3 separate regions of the Sus scrofa genome follow, and regions 2 and 3 are each linked to region 1. The links are chromatin contacts, called in public Hi-C maps. All regions are on one chromosome and are shown on one strand. Each heading gives the region's core, a stretch centred on a gene start, on an enhancer-like site or on the middle of the called end of the contact. The rest is flanking DNA. Distances are from core to core; before and after follow the strand shown. Region 1 holds the start of KMT5A (N-lysine methyltransferase KMT5A). Region 2 holds the start of GTF2H3 (general transcription factor IIH subunit 3). Region 3 holds the start of TMED2 (transmembrane emp24 domain-containing protein 2).

Evidence for each region. Hi-C and Micro-C count contacts between places; a contact is called where the count stands out from the background.
Region 2: a contact with region 1 is called in a Hi-C map of liver, with 6 times the contacts expected there. The contact joins the promoter of GTF2H3 here to the promoter of KMT5A in region 1. A contact is called at or near these places in 1 of 5 promoter capture datasets (liver), 1 of 47 Hi-C or Micro-C datasets (liver) and 1 of 2 datasets of contacts at active chromatin or transcription factors (alveolar macrophages).
Region 3: a contact with region 1 is called in a Hi-C map of liver, with 2.2 times the contacts expected there. The contact joins the promoter of TMED2 here to the promoter of KMT5A in region 1. A contact is called at or near these places in 4 of 5 promoter capture datasets (fetal liver, fetal skeletal muscle and liver), 18 of 47 Hi-C or Micro-C datasets (alveolar macrophages, blood, embryonic fibroblasts and 8 more) and 2 of 2 datasets of contacts at active chromatin or transcription factors (alveolar macrophages and skeletal muscle).

Annotation. Positions count from the first base shown.
Region 1 is chr14:29,541,407-29,545,699 of Sscrofa11.1, forward strand. KMT5A (N-lysine methyltransferase KMT5A) reads right to left here and starts at 2,110. Exons shown (of 7, transcript XM_021072264.1): 1 at 1,978-2,110.
Region 2 is chr14:29,353,072-29,357,364 of Sscrofa11.1, forward strand. It overlaps GTF2H3 (general transcription factor IIH subunit 3), which reads right to left and starts at 2,394. Exons shown (of 13, transcript XM_021072258.1): 1 at 2,286-2,394. The coding sequence starts at 2,298. It overlaps EIF2B1 (translation initiation factor eIF-2B subunit alpha), which reads left to right and starts at 2,426. Exons shown (of 9, transcript XM_005670583.3): 1 at 2,426-2,589; 2 at 4,020-4,121. The coding sequence starts at 2,577.
Region 3 is chr14:29,398,325-29,402,617 of Sscrofa11.1, forward strand. TMED2 (transmembrane emp24 domain-containing protein 2) reads right to left here and starts at 2,130. Exons shown (of 6, transcript XM_003359088.4): 1 at 1,973-2,130; 2 at 1,837-1,970; 3 at 114-306. The coding sequence starts at 2,015.

The DNA.
Region 1 (4,293 bases), core at 860-3,359:
TTTGTAAAAATAATGAAGTCTAAAAAAAAAAATGAAGTCTAAGAAATAAATAACCACTAATTTGGGGGGAAGATTGGAGGGGGGGGTGGTCAAGTGAGCCAGTGAGAATCACTAATCAGTACATAACAAAGATGATTTGTAAGCCAGTCATGGTAGAAGCTGGGAACATTCATCTTCACTATGGTTAAATAAGGGAGGTGGAGTGGAACAAGTAAAGACAGAGAATGGCCTGAGCCTGGACAGTGACTTTGGACTTCAGCTTCCACCTCTGAAAAATGGAAATAACAGGTTGTAAAGATTAACTTACATAATAAAGTGCCTGGCCCTCAATGGTAATTATTATTTTCCCATATTAAGTATTTAAGTATTTCAATGGCAGAGTTGTGTTTCCCCCAAAGATTAATTTAGTTAAAGCAAGCTTTTTTTTAATGCACTACTGCTGAAACAGGTAGTTTAAATGATTTTGCTGTGATGGGAAAAATGAATCAGGGATGCATAGATTTATTAAGCTATGTCAGATAAATTAGTCAGATATTATTAGATATACTTTTAGATGCTTAATGCATTTCTGAAGAAAAACATTTAAGGCGTCTTAGTTTTCTCTGTGGACTGGGTTGTGAAGCTCTTGTGAAGTTCACTATGCCTCATTTCTTTTCTTTTTTTTTTTTCTTTTTTCGTCTTTTTTTGCTATTTCTTGGGCCCTTCCCGCGGCATATGGAGGTTCCCAGGCTAGGGGTCTAATCGGAGCTGTAGCTGCCAGCCTACGCCAGAACCACAGCAACGCAGGATCGGAGCCGCGTCTGCAACCTACACCACAGCTCATGGCAACGCCGGATCATTAACCCACTGAGCAAGGGCAGGGACCGAACCCGCAACGTCATGGTTCCTAGTCGGATTCTTCAACCACTGCGCCACGACGGGAACTCCTGCCTCATTTCTTAATCATAATCTAGGTAAGTCATGTCCCAAAAGACCCTAAAGGGAAGCTGGGAGAATAAATGATGCAACTGGGTGCAGGGGCTGAAAACAGAGAAGCCCAATAAATATTTGCTAAATGAATCCTTATTTTATTCATTATGATCACAAAAGGAAGATACTGCATTAAGGCAAATTCCTACTAATATGTAAGAACTTGGACTTTTGAGAAAATGTTAAACCTCAACTTCTTTTAAATAATAATTCAAGTGAATCGTCACGCTCAAGTTTTTGCATGAAGGAGACACAGCAGCTGGACGTGATCAGCGGTTGGAGATCACTTTGCCGCATAACATGGGTCTTACTATTCTGCCAGTAAACTGTACAAGGAACTTCAGACAGGGACTTCACTTCCCTCGCGGCTGCACAATCCCACCAAGCCTTGTCCCGTGGGCAAAAGTCCTGATCAGCTATGGGGAGAAGGGCCGCCCCAGGAGGTGGCAGGGGACCCGTGTCAACCCAAAGTGGGCCAGCGGGGCCCGTCCCCGCCCGGCGGCGCAGAGCTGACTCAGGTTGTGGGGAAGGCGCCCGCCGCGGTGTCCACTCCGACGCGCTCCCCACCTTGTAAATTACCGATCTGCGCCCTCGCCTCCGGGTTGCTTTCCTTCCCAACCAGAGAGAACCCCTAAGCAGACGATGCCTCGCTCTCTCCCCTATTTGTATCAATAACAACCATTCCCTGGAGGTGCCCTGCGCTTTAGTTTCCAAACAGCTTTGACATATGGCCCCATTGCCTCCGGAGAGGCAGGCCACCGAGTGCCCACAGTTTAGAGAGGGAAAACCGAGGAACGGGAGTGGAACGGGTTTCTGGGGGGGTACCGGAGCGAGGGTGGGGATGAGAAGGTTCCGCAGCCCCTCCCCCCGCGCCCCCACCTGTCCCCGCGCTCGGTCCGAGCAGCCCGCGGCAGAGCGCCTCCCCGCCGCCACTCCCGCTACCTCAGTCCCGCCTCCAGCGCGACCCCCCACCGCAGCTGCCCCGGCGCTGGCCACTTGGGCCAATACCTCTAGCCATAGCCCCGCTCTGTCACCGCATAGGATCTCCCGGGAAACGCAGCTTTCGAAAAAAGTTGCAACAACTGTAGCCAACTGCTCCGCCGGGTACCGGCTGCTGCGCTGATTGGCGCCAGCGCCTGCCTCTCCCCAAATTGCCAGCTATGATAGGCGAACTTGAGAGCGAAAGCCCGCCCTTCTCCCCGCCTCCATGGCAGGGGCGGGGCGAGTGGCCGCACTTTCTACAAACGCTTTCAGGACAGGTCCCAGAGGAGGGGGGGGTTTAAATTTTACCGTCGCCCCACGTTGATAGGTTGCACTGGAAGGACACCGACGCTGCCATTGGGAGGCCCCCAAACTCCGCCCTCTCCGGCTGCTGAAGCTCCGCCTCGGAAGGTTTAGTCATGTGGCTGGAGGCCCCAGCTCTGAGTAGACCCACTCGGGACTTCCGGTTTTTAGTGGGTTTGACCGGAACACGACCTTTGACCCCTCGACCTCCCCTTATGACCTGGGAAGCCTAGCCCCCAGCAGTTTAACATCTGCAGCACCTTGACCATTCCAGCAGGTCAAGGTTTATCGAGTTGAAAGGTTTATCGAGTCTGTTCCAATATTCAAAGCCCGCGGGCACGGCTCCTACCAACTGAGTCAAATTCTCAGTCCACAGCGATCCTAGCCCAGCATATCCCAACCATTTTAGAGATGGGGAAACAGAGGACCAATTTTAACAAGTAACTTACTTGCTGCCCAATGTCACCAGCAGTTTAATTGCAGGTCCTAGATCAGTCTTTTGACTGTTAGTCCACTAGAGGGCTACCTTAACCCTAGGGAAACAACTCTGCACCTTTTCCCACTCTGGGAGAGCCTCGGTTGGTAAGTTCCCAGAGAAACACAGGTGTCGTGGGTATTTTTTGCTTTGAACACAGTTAAAGTGTCCAGTTACAGCTCTTTCCTGGGGACCCCTCCTGGAGATATGAGCAGAGGTCACTCATCCATTCTCTCTCTTTGGTTCCCAAAAAAATTTTGGAAGGCCCACTATTGCCCAAAGACCCTGTCATTGCACCAGGAAAGCAGGGAGAGCAAAATGAGGTGATGTTATGTGAAAAGCAGAAAGTGACCATTCTGTCACTCACCGTGGGCCCTTTGGTATGTCATTTCAGCTCTCCGAAGCTCAGCTTACACAGCTGTCAAATCTTGGAGTTGGTCTGTGATCTCCAAGATTCCTTCCAGCTTCCATAAATACTTAGAGGTTTTTACTTTCTCTAAAATGCATTAATTCAGCATTTATTGGAATGTCTGGTCCCCCAAGGATACAGTGGCAAATAAGACAGATCTACCATTTTTCTTTAAATTTACTTTTGGCTGCACCCTTGGCATGTCAAAGTTCCTAGGCCAGGGATCAAACCTGAGCCACAGCAGTTGTCCAAGCCACAGCAGTGACAACACCAAGTCCTCAACTATTGATCAGCAGCAAACTCCCCATTCTCATATTTTTTAGGGAAGAAACAAACAAGAAGCCACATTTTAAAAGATAATATTAAGTAGTGATTAATGCTATGAGTGAAATGAAAATAGGGAATTTTACAGAGTGTGATTGGGGAGATCATTACTTCTATAGATTGGTGAAGTCAGAGAAGTCCTCTTTGAGTTGGTGGCTTTAGGTTATACCCTAAATAAGAGAGTCTTAAGGGAGAAGGTACTTATAAGTAGAGGCAATAATGAGTGTAAATGCCTGGAAGTGGGGATAAGCTTGGTTGTCTTGGGATAGAAAAAGAAACCCAGTGTGATTGGAATAGAGTATATGATGGGAAGAATGGAGAGAATCAGGTGGGAAAGGTAGGCAGAGGCTCGATCACAGAGGCCACTGAAGACTGTGCTGGTCTCTCAGCTCCAAATCCACTTTTCTCCACACTGTGCTGCAATATCAGGGCTGCAAACTGTACTGCGCCTTTGTCAGCTAGTGTTAGGTTCCGTCAACAGGAAAGGATACAGGGAGACTGGAGGGCAGGGGCAAGGACAAGGGGCTCACTCATGCCTATTTGCATGCTATTCCTATCATGGTCACCTAAGTAATGACATTTTGCTTCTGGCATTTGGGCATTTGGTTCATTCTCCAGGTTCTTTCCAGAAATAGCCTCAATAGTAGCAGCCCTTCTTCAGAGTTCTAAGCTCCATCTTAGCAGTCCCCCCACCCACCAACTCTTGAACGGCCAGCACCAACGTCAAGGTGCCCCTTTCTCAGAAGCAGGAGAACCAGCTCCCCGGGAATCCTCTTCTGATTCTTCTTGCTCTGCTCACCCCAACTGTTCTCTTTGTTCTCCAGCCTTAGAA
Region 2 (4,293 bases), core at 1,144-3,643, 190 kb before region 1:
CGAATCCGACTAGGAACCATGAGGTTGCGGGTTCGGTCCCTGCCCTTGTTCAGTGGGTTAAAGGATCTGGCGTTGCCGTGAGCTGTGGTGTAGGTTGCAGACGCGGCTCGGATCCCACGTTGCTGTGGCTCTGGCGTAGGCTGGCGGCTACAGCTCCGACTCGACCCCTAGCCTGGGAACCTCCATCTGCTGCGGGAGCGGCCCAAGAAATGGCAAAAAGACAAAAATAAATAAAATTAATTAAAAAAAAAAAAAAAAAAGAGTTAAAGCTTGGAGTTCGTGGCCAAGAGGTTAAAGATTTGGTCTTGTCACTGCTGTGGCTCAGGTCACTGCTGTGGCGCAGCTTTTATTCCCATCCCAGGAACTTCCCCATGCTGCAAGTACAGTCAAAAGGAAAAAAAGTTAAAGCTCTGTGGTCCCTTAGCAAGCTCTTGCTTGCCTTCCGTACATCTACACCTTTCAGGCACTAGAATGTAAGCTCTGTGATGGGGATTTTTTGTCTGTTTTGTCACTGCTTATCCTCTGATCCCAGCACACTGCCTGGCCAGTGGTGGATGCTTAATAAATGCCCATTATATAAACCCGAAGATAAAATGCAGGACAGAGGCAATGATTAATCAGTAGTAAGATCTCTAGTAATAGAATTGCAGGTATGGGGCAGGAAAGGGTGGGAGGTTTCAAGGCAGAGAATCAATATAGCTTCAACTCCTTCAAATCACCTAGCAGCAAAGCCAATTATAATAATGTACCTATCTCTAAAAGGTGAAAACCAGAGGGAAAAGCAACTGCTATGTAAGAATTCCACTGTGAAAGGAATTAGGCTACACTCCAAAGTGACAGACATAGCTAATGAGGCTAATTTAACTCATTAATTCAGTTAAATATTTACACTAAGTACCAGTGTCAAGTGTTGGGGATACTGGGTCCCACTACCAAGGAGCCTACGTTATAACTGAGGTGACAGACATGAACCCTGCCAGCACACAATGGTAATTAAAAACCCAGGATGCTCACTTAACAGCAAAAAGCAAAAATGCCTTCCCTGTCCTCATACCGTCCTTCCTCCAGTTTCATCTCCTGATTAGGATAATCTCACCTCATCTTTTCTGCTTACATATTCAAATCATCTTTATTCCCCAAGGCCCCAAATCAATGCTATCTCTTTCTCCAGAAGCCCTCCCCAGATATTCCAACAGTTCCTGGCTCCCCCATCTCCAGAGAATGGAAATGCCAGCCCCTCTAATGAGGTTCCAGCACATGTAATCCTATCACTCCATCTCATGCTGACAACAATACAACGAGGGACTTATTGCTATCTTCCATCAATTATAAGATATACAACCTTTTTTTTTTTTTAACATTTGACAGTTGCTGAAATCAGCATGGTATCTTACTATCATGACTGACCACATTCTATTTTCTCTCTTAGTGGTATATAAAATAAAATAAAAGCACATTTCATAATCAATATCTTCTTAGACTCAATGAAACTTCTATTTTGCAAAAGAAAGTAACTTGATCTAAATCACACGGCCTTCCAGCAAGGAGCAGAGCCAATACCCAGCTCTGAAGACACATCCGCTGGACTCTTAAAGACCGTGGCTTTTCAATGCCCCCCTGCCTACTTCTGACCGCCCACAGCATTCCCCTCTTCTAATGACAGTACTCACTAGCTCATTTTACAGTTAGCTGTGTTTCTGATCTCTCTTCCCAACTCTGCCCTCCAAACCCTGGACTCCTTAACGAGGAATGTGTAAATCACACAACAAAGTGCCTAGCACAAAGCAGCACTTAATAACTCTCACAGGCCCTCATTCCTCTGACCATAAATCTTTGGCCTTAGTTCCCATCAAGCCCCATCCCACAATTCTCAGGGCCATACGTTCCTTGCTACTATCAAGCCTGGAAAAAAAAGAAATTGTTACCTGTCAGGAGAGATGTGTAGCTATACACATGGAATGTCCCTGTGAATTTCTTTCTTTGGGTCTCCACCTCCTTATTTGTAGACAGAGACCACACCAGGTCGGCCTCCCTCACAAGATTGTTATACTGATTAAAACACTTGAAGGATGCATGGACAACTGCTACGACCCCAGAGCATAAAGAAACGCCTGGAATACAAGAGGCGCTCCAAAAATATTTACTAAATGAATGAATGCATTCGCTACTTCTCTAAAGATCAAACAGGTTCCACCCAGCCCCTAAGATAAACTCCATTTGGTTGATGCTGGCCGGGCAAACTCTGCCCAGCCCAGGGGTCCGGGTCCCGCCAGCGCAGCCCTCACCGTCTGAGACCATGGCGGCCAGTGTCCCTCAGCGTATCGGCAGCTGCTGCCAGGCGAACCTCCCAGATTCCGCTTGCCCCAACTTCCGGCGCCACCGAGTGACGTAAAAAGAGTCTTGGCTCAGGCAGCAAGCCCTTATCCACGGCCCCGCCCTCATGGCGCCGGAAGTGGAGTGCGGCGCTGCACCGCGCACTGTCAGTTTCTGTGACTTGGGGTCCGCGCGGTCGCACGACACAGCAAGACATCGCGTGTGGTTCTCGGTCCTTTGCGCTCCGCGGTCCGGAGGGCACCATGGATGACAAGGGTAAATCGGAACGCGACGGGCCTGCTGGGCCAAAGCGGAGACGCGCAGGGATCCCTTCACCTCGCACACCCAGACTGAGTTCCGAGAGTGGTCACTTTTCGAGCTCTGGCTCTTTGGCTGGATGTAGTTCTTCTGGTCACAACTAGAACCCTCTCGCTGCTCCTGTATCCAGGGAATAGGTCCTGGGGGCATCCCTGGACACCCCCTCTCCCAGGCTTCCAGTGCCCTCTTCCGAAAAAGTGAGACTTCGGACGAAGTGTGCAGGTCTTCGAAGTCTTGATTTCCTCATATGTGAAGTATGAGTTAGACTCCCTGCCCTGTTGGATCTGGTACTAGAATCAAAAGGCGTTTCTGTGTTCATCTAGTGTGGTTATGAAAGTGTTTTATTAAGTGAATAAAAATAACTAATATATAGTACCTTTCATGTGAAAAAATTAGAGAAAGGTGGACCTTTGCATACACATGCACATACATATGTATGTAAGCGAATAGGCTTTACTTGGCATACACTATCTGGAGGGGTGCAGAAGAAATCGGTAAGGTGGTTGGTTCTGGGATTCTTTTTGCACTTGGGATCAAGAATAAGGGAGAGGAGTTCCCGTCGTGGCTCAGTGGTTAACGAATCCAACTGGGAACCATGAGGTTGCGGGTTCGATCCCTGGCCTCGCTTAGTGGGTTAAGCATCCTGCGTTGCCGGTGAGCTGTGGTGTAGGTCGCAGAGGAGGCTCCGATCCCGCGTTGCTGTGGCTGTGACATAGGCCGGCAGCTACAGCTCGGATTAGACCCATAACCTGGGAACCTCCATATGCGGAAGGTGCGGCCCTAGAAAAGACAAAAAAAAAAAAAAAAAAAAAAAGTAGAAAAAGGGAATTCCCTTGAAGTGCAGTGGGTTTAGGAACTGGTGTTGCTACAGCAGCTCCGGTCACTGCTGTGGCCGGGGTTGGATCCCTGGACTAGGAATTTCCACATGCTGCTGGCACATCCAAAAAAAAAGAAAGATTAAGGGGGAGAATGACCTTTCACTATCATTTGGTGGAGCTTAAATTTTATGCCATTGTACATGGATAGCTTTTTCAAAATGACTGAGAAAGCTTGCCAATAGTAAAGTGATGTCATCTCTAGTCCTATCAAAATTGATGTGCCCCTGAAGCCAAACACCCTGCAAAGAAAATATATACATTTATATTTTTTTTCTTTTTACAGCCAAAGCTTGCAGCAACACCAGGTCTGTAACCCACTGAGGGAGGCCTGGGATCAAACCCACATTTTCACAGAGACAACGTCAGATCCTTAACCCACTGGGCCACAACAGGAACTCCAGAAAATAATTTTTAAATTAGCTTGTTTTTTAAGCTCAGCAGTCATTGATAAACTCTTGTCGTCCATCCCAATAAATCACCTTGATAAGCCACTGTTTTATCCCTTCGCAGAGTTAATTGAATACTTTAAGTCTCAAATGAAAGAAGATCCTGATATGGCCTCAGCAGTAGCTGCCATCCGGACTTTGCTGGAGTACTTGAAGAGAGATAAAGGTAAAGAGTGTCATCCTCAATCACTCTGGGTGTGAGGAAAGTCTGCTCATCACCATTAGAAGTGTAAAGCGAGAGATGTATATAAGATGCCTGCATAAGGTGCCATATGCTCAGCTTCTCCCTTCATTTCAGTCCTCTTAACATGAAGAGAGCTCTCTAACTATCATCAAAT
Region 3 (4,293 bases), core at 880-3,379, 140 kb before region 1:
CTGAATCTAGAATAAGATATCAAAATAAATACTCCATTCAGGCGGATAAAATTTACAGAATATTAATTCTTGGAACATGATTTTTAAAAAAATCTTTAGAATGTTCATCTTACCTTCTGTTTCCATGTCTTGTCCTTTTGGGGCCTCCCCAATATCAATGGTGAACATCACTATCTTTGGAGTCATGGTGGACATCCTATTGCTAAAACAAAACTTATATGTTCCATCCATGTGAGCAGCAAATGTGTATTTCCCACTGGACTCCCGGTCTCCTTTATAAATTCCTTTATTATCAGGCCCTGTAATCTGGAGGCAGGAGAGAAATGTGTGAGATTACACAAAAGATTCAAAATCATAAAACTTCTAAAGTGAAGTCCATCAGCAATAGGACATTCACTAAGAAAATGTAACCTGCACTTGACTCCACTTCACTTAATGACAGAACTCCACAAAATTCCTGTCGTAGTGCAGCAGAAATGAATCTGGCCAGGAACCATGAGATTTCGAGTTCGATCTCTGGCCTTGCTCAGTGGGTTAAGGACCAGGCCTTGGTATGAGCTGTGGTGTAGGTCGCAGAGGTGGCTGGGATCTGATGTTACTGTGGCTGTGGTGTAGGCGGGCAACTACAGCTCAGATTAGACCCCTAGCCTGGGAACATCCATGTGCCGTGCATGCGGCACCGAAAAGACAAAACACAAAACAAAACAAAACCCTAAGAATTTTGAGCAAGCTACATGTCTGGGTCTCGCTAATTGATTACTGCCAGCCAGTAAAGGAATCTGCTTTATCTGAGATGCCTGAAGACATAAGACAAAGGACTAGATTGGATATTCTGAGACCCATGTTCTCATCCTAGGCTGCTGCATATCAGCTGTTAGACTTTGTTCAAGTTGCTTTCTCTTATGAAGCCCATGCCACCTGTAAAACTTGTAGACTGGAATAGCTGGTGTCTTAAGCTCTCAGCTAACTTTAACAGTCAGTCCTTCCAGTAGCTCCTTATTTCTGGATTTCACTTGTTTTGTGGAATTTATGCCCAACTCCGCTGAGGGTCAGTGTCAAATGGAAAATCCTTAGACCTAATTAATCATGCTAACGGATGACTTTAAATATTAATTACATCTGATTTTCTAAAAAAAGTTAGAGGCGAATCATTCTTTTGGCTTAAAACAAGACACAGGAAATAATTTACAGACTGTTGGCTTCTTAAAATAATTTTCCGTTTTCTCCACTTCGCTGCAGTCATTACACCTAAAATGCATAACCAGCCTCACTCCCCTAGCCGGAGATGGCTAAACGAGGTATCACGTAAAGGAGATTCACGTAAAATCGGGTAATCTGGATCATTTCCATGAAAAATAAAACACAACGCGAACGTCTGCCTACATATCTCAATAGCTTTCGATTTACTTTTTCAGAAGTTTCCATGTCACGTGCCAACTTTAATTTGCACTATGGAGGAAAGCAGCTGCTGACCGTTCGAGACCCGCCACCAGCTAAACGAGACTGTGAAGCGCCTCCTGGGCCCAGATCTGACACGCGGCGCCTGGTCGACAAAGCTCGGCAAGAGGTTCCAAGGGGAACCCGCCATTCAAGCTGAGTATCCAAAGCAATCAAGCAACGGTTACGTATCCCGTGGGGAGCCCGGAATCCGGGGAGATGCGGGGAAAAGGGAGGTTAGAGGGTCGCTGGGTGGCGGCCAGCGCCCCTCCCAGAACTCGGACAGTGGCCTCGATGTCCCGCTCCCCCCGCGGGCCCCGCGCGCCGGCGGGCCCCGCGCGCCGGCAACCCCCGAGCGGCCGCAAGACCCCGCTTCGGTCGCGGGCAGCGCGCCCGCACCTCCACGTCGATGTCCAGGAAGCCGCCCTCGGCCACCTCGAAGATGAGGCCCATCTTGGTGCCCGAGGTGACCCGCTCGAAGAAGCACTCCTCGGCATGTGCGTCGATGCTGACGAAGTAGCCCGAGGCCGTGCCAGGAGGGCGGCCAAGAGCACCAGCAGCTCAGCGAGCGTCACCATGGTGGGGCTGGGGCCGAAGCCAGGACCGGGAGCGCGGCCTCCAAAGCCGCCGTGGCCGCCGCCGCCACCACTACCTTCTCAGCCGCCGCCGCCTCAGCCCCGCCCCTTCCGGCTGCGCCACCCGAGGGGGCTGATGCGGGCGCCGTGGATTGGCGGGCGCCTGCAGCTGCCACGTAACGGACGCACGGCAGCCGCCGAGGGACAAGGCGTCTCCGCGCGGGCCGAGCCTGGACGGTGGCTCCGAAGGACCAGAAACCATTGTCCTCTTCCTCTCTCCAGTCGCGCTTACAACTTAAATTTCACATGGACCACACGAGGAAAAAACAGTAGCAATAACCCTCCTCCCCCTAGTGCAGTATCTTCTTAGGATTGTCCGTAAAGATGGCAGAAGATTTGGAGGCAGTAATAGGAGTGGAAGGAGGAAATGGAGCTGAAACCAAGGGCTTTAATATTTATGTTAGCCTGCCCTCACCTCGCAAAAACCGACGGAGGAAGGATGGAGAAGGGTATAGAGACTGGGAAAGGGCACGAGAGAGAACCTCCTGAGATGTTGGAAATGTTTTACATCGTCACCTAAACGATGGGTACATGAGTGTTTACATATGCCTTTTTAAAAACTAAAGAAACTGTATACTTAATACGCCTTATTTCACTGTATGTATATATAATACAACTACCGAAAACAAAAAACCTTGTCTACATCCTCCAAAGTTAGAATTCTCTCACTTCCCTAGAGTCTAGTTGCCACCCCCATGGCCCCATTGCTCTTGCCAGCTACTGGGACAATTTTTTTGTACACTTTGCCTCCTGGCATACTCCTACACACCCCTCAAAACCCAACTCAAATGTCACCTCTCCTCTTCTTGAAATGTTCCTAGATCTCCCACTGCCAAATTCTAGCCCCTTCCTCTGTGCTTACAAGGTAGATTTGCACCCTCTAAGTTATACTTATTTACCAGTCTGTGTCACTCATGAGGCACAAGTCTTGGCACATATATGCTGCTCTCTCAGGCCCTCCCCTAGGGTCACAAAAGATCTCACTCATGATGTGTTAGTTGACACATCAAGTTCATTGAACTGGCCTGATGAGGAGACCTGGGTTGTTACTCCAGTTTTACACATAGTTGTGTAACCTTAATTATGTTCCATCACTCTCTGAACTTAAATTTCCTTATCTGTATAAAGGGGGTGATAGCACATTTTATGCTTATCATGTAAAGTTATCATGAAGATCAGATGATACCATTTATGTGAATAAGCAATGCAAGTTTGAAGGATTATTTCTTCAAAGACTACCAGACAATAGGGGGCAGTAGTGGCCCAATATCCAGTTTCCTGCTCAGGTGTCAATAAACAGATGCAGGTACTGTGAAAGAAGATTCCAGGCTATGACAATGCGTTATCGAACTCAGAGTTCTAGTAATGGTCTCCTGATTCCCCACCTTCCAAACTGTGGCAAAGGCCCTGCTTCTTCTGGCAGGTCAGTTCTGCAGTGTTATCCGGACAGCCATAGCTAGAGGGAGGCTCAGCCTAGAGCCTGCCCTTCCAACTTCACCAACCCATTTATGAGCTTGTATTTTCCTACAGTAAATCTCTTTTTGCATTTAATACCTTCAGAGGTTTCCTATTAAGCTGAATTAAATTGATGAATACAGCCTTTTCAACTTCTCAAGCAACTCAACTCTAGAAAAGTGCCAAGAATAATCCTGGTGTTTTTTTTTCAAGTCTGTTTTTATCTAGGTATTAAAGGTTAATTTTCATTTTCAAAATGATTAACATTCTAACTCCACTGTTCAGGGATTGATTGATTGATTGATTGATTTTAGCTTTTTGTGGCCAAACCTGTGGCATATTGAACAGGCTAGGGGTCAAACTGGAGCTGCAGCTGCCAGCCTACACTGAAGGTCACAGTAACACCAGATCTTTAACCCACTTGAGGAAGGCCAAGGAGCAAACCCGCATCTTCATGGATACTGGTCTGGTTCTTAACCCGCTGACTCACAATGGGAACTCCTATCTTTTCTATTTTAAAAGTGACTGTGCTATTAGGAGTTCCCCTCATGGCTCAGCAGTTAATGAACCCAACTAGGAACCATGAGGATGCAGGTTCAATCCCTGGCCTCGTTCAGTGGGTTAAGGATCTGGCATTGCCAGTGAGTCTTTGATGTAGATCGCAGATGTGACTTGGATTCCGAGTGGCTGTGGCTGTGGTGTAGGCCAGCAGCTGTAGCTCCGATTTGACCCCTAGCCTAGGAACATCCATATACTGTGGGTACAA